3 separate regions of the Gasterosteus aculeatus genome follow, and regions 1 and 3 are each linked to region 2. A link is a contact called in public Hi-C data. All regions are on one chromosome and are shown on one strand. The core of a region is the stretch at or near the end of the contact, and the rest is flanking DNA. Distances in the headings are between cores, read along the strand shown.

What was found. A called contact is a pair of places that touch in the nucleus more often than the background predicts.
Region 1: a contact with region 2 is called in a Hi-C map of skeletal muscle, with 5 times the contacts expected there. The contact joins the enhancer-like site here to the promoter of bbs4 in region 2. A contact is called at or near these places in 2 of 6 Hi-C or Micro-C datasets (both in skeletal muscle).
Region 3: a contact with region 2 is called in a Hi-C map of tail fin, with 3 times the contacts expected there. The contact joins the promoter of snx1b here to the promoter of bbs4 in region 2. A contact is called at or near these places in 2 of 6 Hi-C or Micro-C datasets (tail fin and whole body).

The regions. Positions count from the first base shown.
Region 1 is chr12:21,168,668-21,171,717 of fGasAcu3.hap1.1, forward strand. It overlaps neo1a (neogenin 1a), which reads left to right. Exons shown (of 29, transcript XM_078085704.1): 9 at 2,151-2,385. Among protein-coding and RNA genes, the nearest start is that of snx1b, 23 kb to the right of the region's middle. Within about 2 kb of position 1,419, at least 3 of the 9 cell types and tissues checked have open chromatin away from gene starts, as enhancers often do.
Region 2 is chr12:21,031,240-21,034,017 of fGasAcu3.hap1.1, forward strand. bbs4 (Bardet-Biedl syndrome 4) reads left to right here and starts at 1,519. Exons shown (of 16, transcript XM_040169421.2): 1 at 1,519-1,604; 2 at 2,709-2,751. The coding sequence starts at 1,545. It overlaps scamp2l (secretory carrier membrane protein 2, like), which reads left to right. Exons shown (of 9, transcript XM_040169422.2): 9 at 1-1,227.
Region 3 is chr12:21,192,238-21,195,091 of fGasAcu3.hap1.1, forward strand. snx1b (sorting nexin 1b) reads left to right here and starts at 1,368. Exons shown (of 15, transcript XM_040201029.2): 1 at 1,368-2,540. The coding sequence starts at 2,427. neo1a (neogenin 1a) reads left to right here. Exons shown (of 29, transcript XM_078085704.1): 29 at 1-1,374.

The DNA of each region.
Region 1 (3,050 bases), core at 169-2,668, 140 kb after region 2:
ACAGTTAATTCTTGGATAGCTGTCTTCCCCCTCGGGGATTTAAACTAATTATTGCAGCCTTTCTTCAGTTTAATTTTTACGGAATCCTTTTGCAGAACTCGTATGGAGCCTCAACTTTAAATCAGCAGGCAGTTCCATGTGGATTGGACTCTTACCAATCTGCTTGGGGATTACTGAAATTAGTCAACTAATCTACGACGGGTGGAAGCCCCATTTGTTTGGTCCTTTTTAATAATTCTTTATGCAAACTAACTTATTTCCCAAAAAAAAAACTATGAACACATCTGTAATGTAGTGGCGCTTTTGGGTGATTCTTTGTGGGGAAACTCTGCTTCACAGATCAATAAGTTCACAATTTTACCAAAAAGGTCAAAGGTTTCCTTATTCAAAGGAAGGGAGGAGTTGTCTGAAATTCATAAATCTTCCCCTTGTGTCGGTTTTATCCAATGACGATGGGTGAGCCTGCTCGTGGTTAAGTGGCAATCCCTTTGCTGTGTGTGTGTGTGTGTGTGTGTGTGTGTGTGTGTGTGTGTGAGAGAGACACCACAGCCTTGTGCTTTTCTGTCTTTTGTATCGGTCATTTACGCTGCAGTCAGAGAGCTTTAGGATGACGATTTGTTTCCCTCCGTTTTTAGTAAATTGGCTTTGAAATGAAGGCGTTGAGGTCGAAGTGTTGACTTCCAGCCTAGAGGCTGTTGGAGGTTGTTGACATCCAGCTTGGTGGAGGCGGGGATTTCAGTCCCCATTTAAACATTACGCGGACGACGCGGCAGACTCATCAGTCACCGGACCGCAATCCATCGCAGTCTTATTTGCTGTTGACCAGACTGAAGGCAAAAAGAACAGCAAAGTGAGCCGGGAGTGAAGACATCGAGTATCTGCTAATCTCAGAGCTCCAGCTTCAGACCCAGAAATCGACTTCAGCCGCCGCACCCTGCGTGTGATGAATTGATTTTTCCTTCTTTTTTTTTTAAAAATTGGTGTCAAATAATCCGAAATGAACGATTGCAATCAGCACTTTAACCTCATAAATCATTGTTTCATTTCAAATCCAAGAGCAAACACAACTTTCCAATACAAAGGCTGAGTGTATTTGGTGCGCACGCACACACACACACACACACGATAGCACTGCGGCTTTCGTTTGAAGCTACAAAGTGTGTGCAGATGCATGTTGATCCCAGTGGGAGACGAGCAGACCGAATAACAGAAAATCCCTGCAGCCACAAAAGTCAATGAACTGGGGAATTTGATATGTAAACAAATATTAAAGCCAGCTTCGCGGTCGTCCCGCACGCCAAGACGGACAGATGCGCATGCCAGCAGCTGCTTTGTATTTCACAACAATTCCCTCCAGCAATAACACACCGTTTGCACACTGCGCCGCGTCGTCCCTTTGCCCTCCAGTCGGCTCACGTGACCCGCCCACGGACACGCGGACACGCGGACTGACGCTGTGGTTTTGTGGAGAGCAGCTCTCGCTCGGTTCGTTCCACCGAAGAAGACTGAAAAAAGAAGCAGCAACCGCCGAGTGAAGTCACAGACATTTCTGTGGTTGAGCCGAAGGAATGTGACGGCCGAAAGTAACAAAAAAGGAAAACGGAAAGCATCTCCTGCTTCTGTGTGTTTTTTACTTTAGTTTTAAACGTAGGAATGTTTTTGTCTTTGGCGAATGAAAAGCAATTGAATTCCGCAAACACGGTTTCTGGTGTGCACAAAGTCTCCCTCCGTCTTGTTTTAGAGTAAAAGCGTCAATCATTTGTAATTAAAAATGATTGCTGGGAGGGCCGTCTGTGAAATGAAATCTGTTCCGCCACCGTCTACATCAGAGCGCTGTGTGTAGATCTGCATGTGTAGTCCCCTCGTATTGTGCTTCTAATCGTGTAGTACAAGTGTTATATTTCTGTGGTTCCTCGTCACGTTAAAAGGCTTTTTTCGTTACGTTGTTGTTATTTTGTTTTTTCTTCTTTTTTTTGTTTCCTTCCTTTCTTCCGTTTCACTGTCATTTCCATTTCACCTCCTCCATCCCCCCCCCCCCCTGTGGATGTCCTATGCTGCCACTGTCTCCTGCACCCCCCCCCTCCCTCTCGCTGCACCCACCTCGCCATCCCTCTCTCTCCCTCCCCCCCCCCCCCCCTTCCGACCCAAAGATGTAGCCCTGCCCTCTTTTCCTCCCCCCTCACTGACTCCTAACACTGCTGACCATGTAACGCCAGGCTCCAGAGGGGCAGCCCGTCCGGCGGGGCCCGCCCCCTCGCCCCCCCGCGACGTCGTGGCCTCCCTGGTTTCCACCCGTTTCATCAAGCTGACGTGGCGCCCGCCAGCCGAGCCCCACGGAGACGAGTTGACCTTCTCTGTTTTCTACAGCCAGGAGGGAACCAGCAGGTACTCCTCGCACTGGACGGTAGTACTGCCGTACACACACACCCACACACACGATACTACTACACAAGAGTACTCGTATGCGGGTCTCTGACGACGCTGCAAATATCTTATTAAAGCAGTTAAAGTGGTAAATAATTAAAAGCAAACTTCCTTCCTCCAAGGATTACCTCTGCAAGTATCAACAAAATATTTCATTCCAAACTCTTTTTACTTTTTTTTTTCTTTTTTTTTTTTAAAGTGGCTCTTGAGAGGATTTACTGAGTGTCTGAGAATTAGATTTAGGAAGCCGGGAGGTTTTTCTACAATATCTCCTCAGTGTTTGGGGGCATTTTTTTGTCTCTTATTTTCACAAGTGGCCGAATACATGAAAAGGCTTTTACTTGCCAGTGCGAGAGCTCAGGATGCAAATGAGTGCATAACTATCTGTGCAAATGCACAGAGCGCACACGCAACATCTACACAAAACCAGCAGGGCTGCACATGCGCTTCCTCTCCTTTTCTGCTGTAGGATGTAATGTTCGCTCAGCGGCTGAGGGCTATTTTTCCAGCATTCCATGCGAATGTGTGAATCTTTAATCGGATCAATGCGAATGCTGATTGATTGTCTTTGCGTTTTGGACAAAACCAGCCAGACGTTAAACCCGACACCTGGGGAAGATTCCTTG
Region 2 (2,778 bases), core at 269-2,768:
CAAACGGGGCGAAGAAGGAGGCGGCGGGTGTGACGGAAGTTAATTGGCAAGTCACTGGAATACATTTAACGTGGTCGACTAAAGATGCACGGGACACCACTGAACAGGGCTGGAGTTTAGTGATAAAGTACGTCTATTTAAATCCCTTCACTGGAAAATGCGCGGGAGGGGGAGCACTTGGATTTTCATATCTAACCTACAGGCGCATCATAAATAAACACTGGGAGGAGTTGGGATTAGTTTAACAGCTCACTTGACATGAGAATGTTTCTCCATCACTGAATGATGGATCCACTTAATGTATGAATATATGTTTGTGTCATTACAGCGGAATGTAGAGCGGCAGCGTTTATGTCATTCCGCCTGATGAACAACTTTAAACGCATTCAGTCCACTTTATACACCACTGTACTGGATCCGTGAAACGAGACGCATCCATCCTGCTGTTAGAGTTCTACTCTGATTTAGTGTTTTTTGATGTGTACAAAACTGTATAGGATGATGATTAATGAAGGGGACGGGATGAAGGGTTTCTTTTCTACTCTTTTCATCGCTTCACTGATGAAGTGTGACCAATGTCCTCTCAGGGCAAATGAAGACACTGTTTAAATGGGATGGAACATTTTAATTCATCATGTTGATTTCCGAAGACTTGTGTTTATATATATATCTATATAGATAGATATAAAATCAATGTGGAGTTTTGCTGCGAATAAAATGAAACACAGGGTGCAGGTTTGATAATGTTAGGTTACTGACATAGTATAGAATGTAGATGTATGTGCAGTACTTAAAAGTGTATTAACGAGCAGAACGAACACATTTGTCTGGATATTATCTATTAATTATACTTCAGACCAATGTCTCCTGTTACTAAATAGACACATACTTTGTATTTCTGCGCCGCGTTCTACCTACTTGTTGGGTATTTACATTTTTACTTGTGAATATACATCTTATAAGTTGAAGAATTCTGATATGTCGTTACTGTTACTGAATCATATTGTTTAGGTGTAACCTCTGCCTTTAAGCAGATGGAGCACAACAAATCCTGTGTGTGGATTTAAGCACAAGGCTCAATGTGTTGTCCAACTTTGTTTGTCTTGATGGGGAAATTAGTTTATTGTTGAGGGAACCTTTCGACCATCATGGTGTGTTGTACATATTGGTGACTAATTTAAAATGTAAATTACTGGCGGGGTATTTGCAAAAATGAAAATGGTTTCCTAACATGGAATAAAATGTCATTTTTACGTATATAGAAACTGAACGTTAAATCTCAGGCGATATGTGGACTAGGAAATGACCTAAAACACTGAGATACGGCTAATCAACAAATACAGGTTAACAGTAATGATTTGACCAAACGTGTGAAATGTTAATTTTGTTCTTGTGAACAGTAATTATTTTTCCCTTTACGCTCTTTTAAGAACATCCACGAGTACCCGATTTAAAGAATATGTCGTTCATTAATTTGTGTATAAATACAACTAAAGCTTCCCAATGGTCGCCTGGTGACACGCGGAGTGAACGCTCACGTATCCATGGCAACGGCTTCCGCTGTGGATCATCCCAAGATGGCGGACGAGGAGGTCTCCGCGGCGGTGAGTGCGTTACCGAGGGCAAGCTAGCGTTTTCTCGGGTAAACGCGGTGACGGGTCACTCTTGTTAGCGTAACGGGGTTTGATTGTTCAGCGTAACCTCCGTAATAACGCGCGTCGTTTCAATGTCAAGCTGCTCCCGGCCGACGGATTCCAAGTCGGGGCTAAACTGACTTAAGCCGCAGCTAACGGCATTCCGCCTTTAATCGCAGCCACCCACGGGGCAGGCTAGCTGCACCCCCGAGAGCTACGCGGGGCTCCGGCTACCTGCAGCCAGGTGATCGCAGCAGAAGTGCGTAGGCAACGTTAACGTCACAGGGCGAAGTCAGCGCCTCGTGAGCTTCGCACCGTCAACTTAAAAGTGAAGGTGACGTAACGCTGTTACCGTCCAGCTCCGCACCAAACGGAGCCGGCGCTTCGCTTTTAGGTGCCCGTCGCGTTGTGGCCATAACGCGCCGCGTTTCGGGAAGTCGTGACAAGAAGAGCTTAGCTGGTGATGAACTGAAAGTCAGCGGCGGCGCTGCACTCGAGTGGGTCCAATATCGGGCGGAAAGGACTTCAAGCGATGCACTGAAAGTGCGCATGCGCGTCTATCTGCTCGGGCAACGTGAACCAGCTGAAGTAATAACTTCAATAAATGCAGATTGACACCATTCTTTCAATTTATTCCAAGTTTACTCATCGTCGGAGGTGGAAAAAGTACTTGTATACTCAAAAGTAGAACTACAATGTAGTCCTGCATTCAAAATGATTAAAAGCATTAAAGGGTAAGCATGAAAATATATGTGATGGATGTGAGAACTTATTTTTATGAAATGTCAGTATTAACAGCAGCATTGGCATGTTTTTCATCACTGTACAGTCATATTTAGTTTATAGTTCATAAGACCTATTCAAATGTTTATGTTCTATTTTAGTTTGTGGTTTTTTTCCGACTTTTTGTCTCCCTCAACCTTTCATGAACTAAAACATCTTTAAAACATATTTCTCGGCGGCCTAAATCTATCATACCTGCTGTTCATGAGTGACACTATATGAAATATGGTATAAATTCTATTTTATTAAGATATGAATTGTTACTCATTCGTTTTATTTAATCATTTTCAGCTCCCGGTTTCCACTGAAGCCAAGAAGCGCCGAGCACCTAAAGGTACCGAGCAAGACGGGTCACATTTTG
Region 3 (2,854 bases), core at 118-2,617, 160 kb after region 2:
ATATGTTGTGTGTGTGTTTTTTAACTGCCTCATTCTTTCGATGTTTCCCCATTTGTTTCGTTATTATTATTATTTGGGATGAAAGTGGGACTACAAGCGAGTCCTGCAGCTCAGTTTTCATATCAGAAAAGGGGAGAGAAGCCTGATGTGTTTTACAGTTTACTGTGTTGGCCCCCTTTTGTACGTTTAAAGAGTCGTCTTTCTCCGTCTTTTGTTAGTCGTGGGAGCTCGAGTTCGAAAAGCCTCACCAACGTGTTTGTATGCAGGAAACGTGGCAACATGCTTCTCTGCAGTCCTGTGGGACTTGACAGTATCTCCTCACAGGTCGGGGGTACCTAAAGGACTCAGGGCGCTGACTCCCCCCCCCCCTCTGCACACCCCTCCTGAACAGAGAATAACTCGCGTGGCAGTCAGTCAATCGATCAATCGCCTGCAGCAGACGAGTTATCTTTTATACGAGAAGTTTGGTCGAATATTTGTGTCGTTTCCAAAAACCAATATTTGGTTTCAGGCGTGCGTCCCGCGGAGCAACGCGCTCTCACAGCGGCGGGTGTCTCCTTTTCCTTTTTTCCCATTCCGTTCATGCCCTGGTTCTTTTACAAAAGATGGCCGTTTAAATGGGACTCCCCGATTTTCTTTTTTTTTTTTTTTTTTTTACATGCTAGTTTTTGTATCAAGAAAAAAAAAACATGAATCTCTACACACATCCGATTTAAAAAAGGAAAAAAAAAAAAAGTTCATCCAAGAAGCTCGTTTTTATTACCCTCTTACCCAAAGAAATTTGTCATTTGCAATCATAGTAATTTGCTCTACTTTTGTGAATACCATGTTTCTCATCAATGTACATCGTCATGAATGTCAATATAACTGTACGAGATTTTAACTACGGATACAAACGAACAAGTTTTGGAGAAGACGTGATTGAAAACAAAGGGGGGGGGAAAGAACCGGACTCCATTTGCGAAAATAATCTATTGAGTTGTAAACAGTTGAACCTGTATTGCACTTTTTCACAATTTTTGAAAAGTACATTTCTTACATATCTTGTGTTTTAAATATCAAACGCTGTTTGTGTAACGTAGTGTCCTAGGTAAGCAGCAGGCAGCTGGTCTTGTTTTTTTAGGTTTATTCTTTTTTTTTTTTTTTGCTTCAGAAAGGAATTTGAGCAGCGAGTTGTTTATTTTGCAGCTCATGATGAGGAATTATGTTGTTGCTTGTTCATGTACAGAGCTTTCTCTGCTTTCTGTAGAAAACAAATCTGTGGCTTTTTAAAAAAATGTTGAAGAAAAAGTTTTGAAAAAAAAAAAAATGTTTTTTTTATTGGTGCTCCTATACATTGTGTATACAAACTATTATGAATACTAACAAAGTAAATGTGTCCGTCTGTCTTATTTTCATCCAACATGATCACAATGCCCGTCAGGTATACATACGAGCTGTGGTGGAATTTAACCAAGCAGTATTTCTCAAGTAGTACTTATATTTTATGGTACGGTTGTAGTTTCAGAGCTTTTTTGCGACATAGTGAAAGAATTAAAGCCTTTAGGGTTGACTTCCTTTTTGTACGTCTCTCTACCGCAGCAACTTTTTTTTTTTACCAGATTCGTAGCTCTTTTGTCTTCAAAACCAAATTATTGCAGGCTCTTTGTTGAGAAATGAAAAGGTGAATGATTACGAGATGGCCACGCGTCATTACACTGAAAAATATTGATGAAGCAATTACGTTTTTGACATCATACATCCTCATTACTACCATTTTGACTGCATTTAGAGATATTTGGTCCCTTCAGGTAAGTTGAAGAAAAACTGATTTAATTGAATTTAATTGAGCTGATTTAATTGAAATATTGTGTTCTTGCCTTCTGACATTAAAAAAAATATACTCTAAACTTGCAGTTCTGTTAGAGCTTTGAGTCCAGAGAATAGCAGTTTTCACATTCGAGGAGCTATGAGCTATGCACAGAAATTCTTCTGATTTGCAGAATCTGAAAATGTTGATCAAAACCATGGAGAGTCAAACTTTACAGATAGGAAATCGAACAAAACAAGTGTTGTCCGATTTCCTATCAGAAAAAATATTAAAGCTGATGTTAAAACAGACCAGATAAAACAAAGATGGTAGCAGAGTAAATGGAAAAATTAAATAAAACCACAACGTGAACCACCAAAAGTGAAACTTTCATCAATTCCATTTATATTCAGTTTTAAAGAACTCCCTCTCGTTATAAGTAATATAATTGTAGTCTCGTAGCTATATTTGTGGACAAGCATGTGCAGATTTAAATACCAGAGAAATATATTTCTTAGAAGTGTACAAATTCTGGCGTCAGCGTGTCGTGCCGGTGGGCCACCAGCAGGGGTCGCTGCAGCCCTTTCCCTCGCGCCTTCAACTTCCGCCTACGTCACCGCCTCTCACAACACGGAATATGGCGGCCAGCTCGGATCGAATTCCTCCTCCTTTCCCTGACACGGAGGAACCGGGAGTCTGTGACATGGCAGATGGAGACCGTGACGAGGGCGAGGACATCTTCGTCAATAATGTGTGTTAACGGCTCGTTTGCCTTTTTTATTGTGGGGGGGGCGCGGGTTACTTCCGAACGAAGTGATCGAGGCGGGAGCCTCTTTATCAGGTCTGACCTGCATCCATGGCAGCCGAGCTAACACTACCTGACGGAGGGAGGCGAGGAATCGGGTCAGGCTTTGTGTACGAAACAACACCCCCCCCCCCCCCCCCCCCAAAAAAACTGCTGTAATTCATATAGTTGGCCGAAGTTTGAGCACAAATTGAGCCGGGTTTTTTTGTCTTAAATGCTCACGTTAAGGGTTTATTTCGACCTTTTATTAGCCTGCCCCT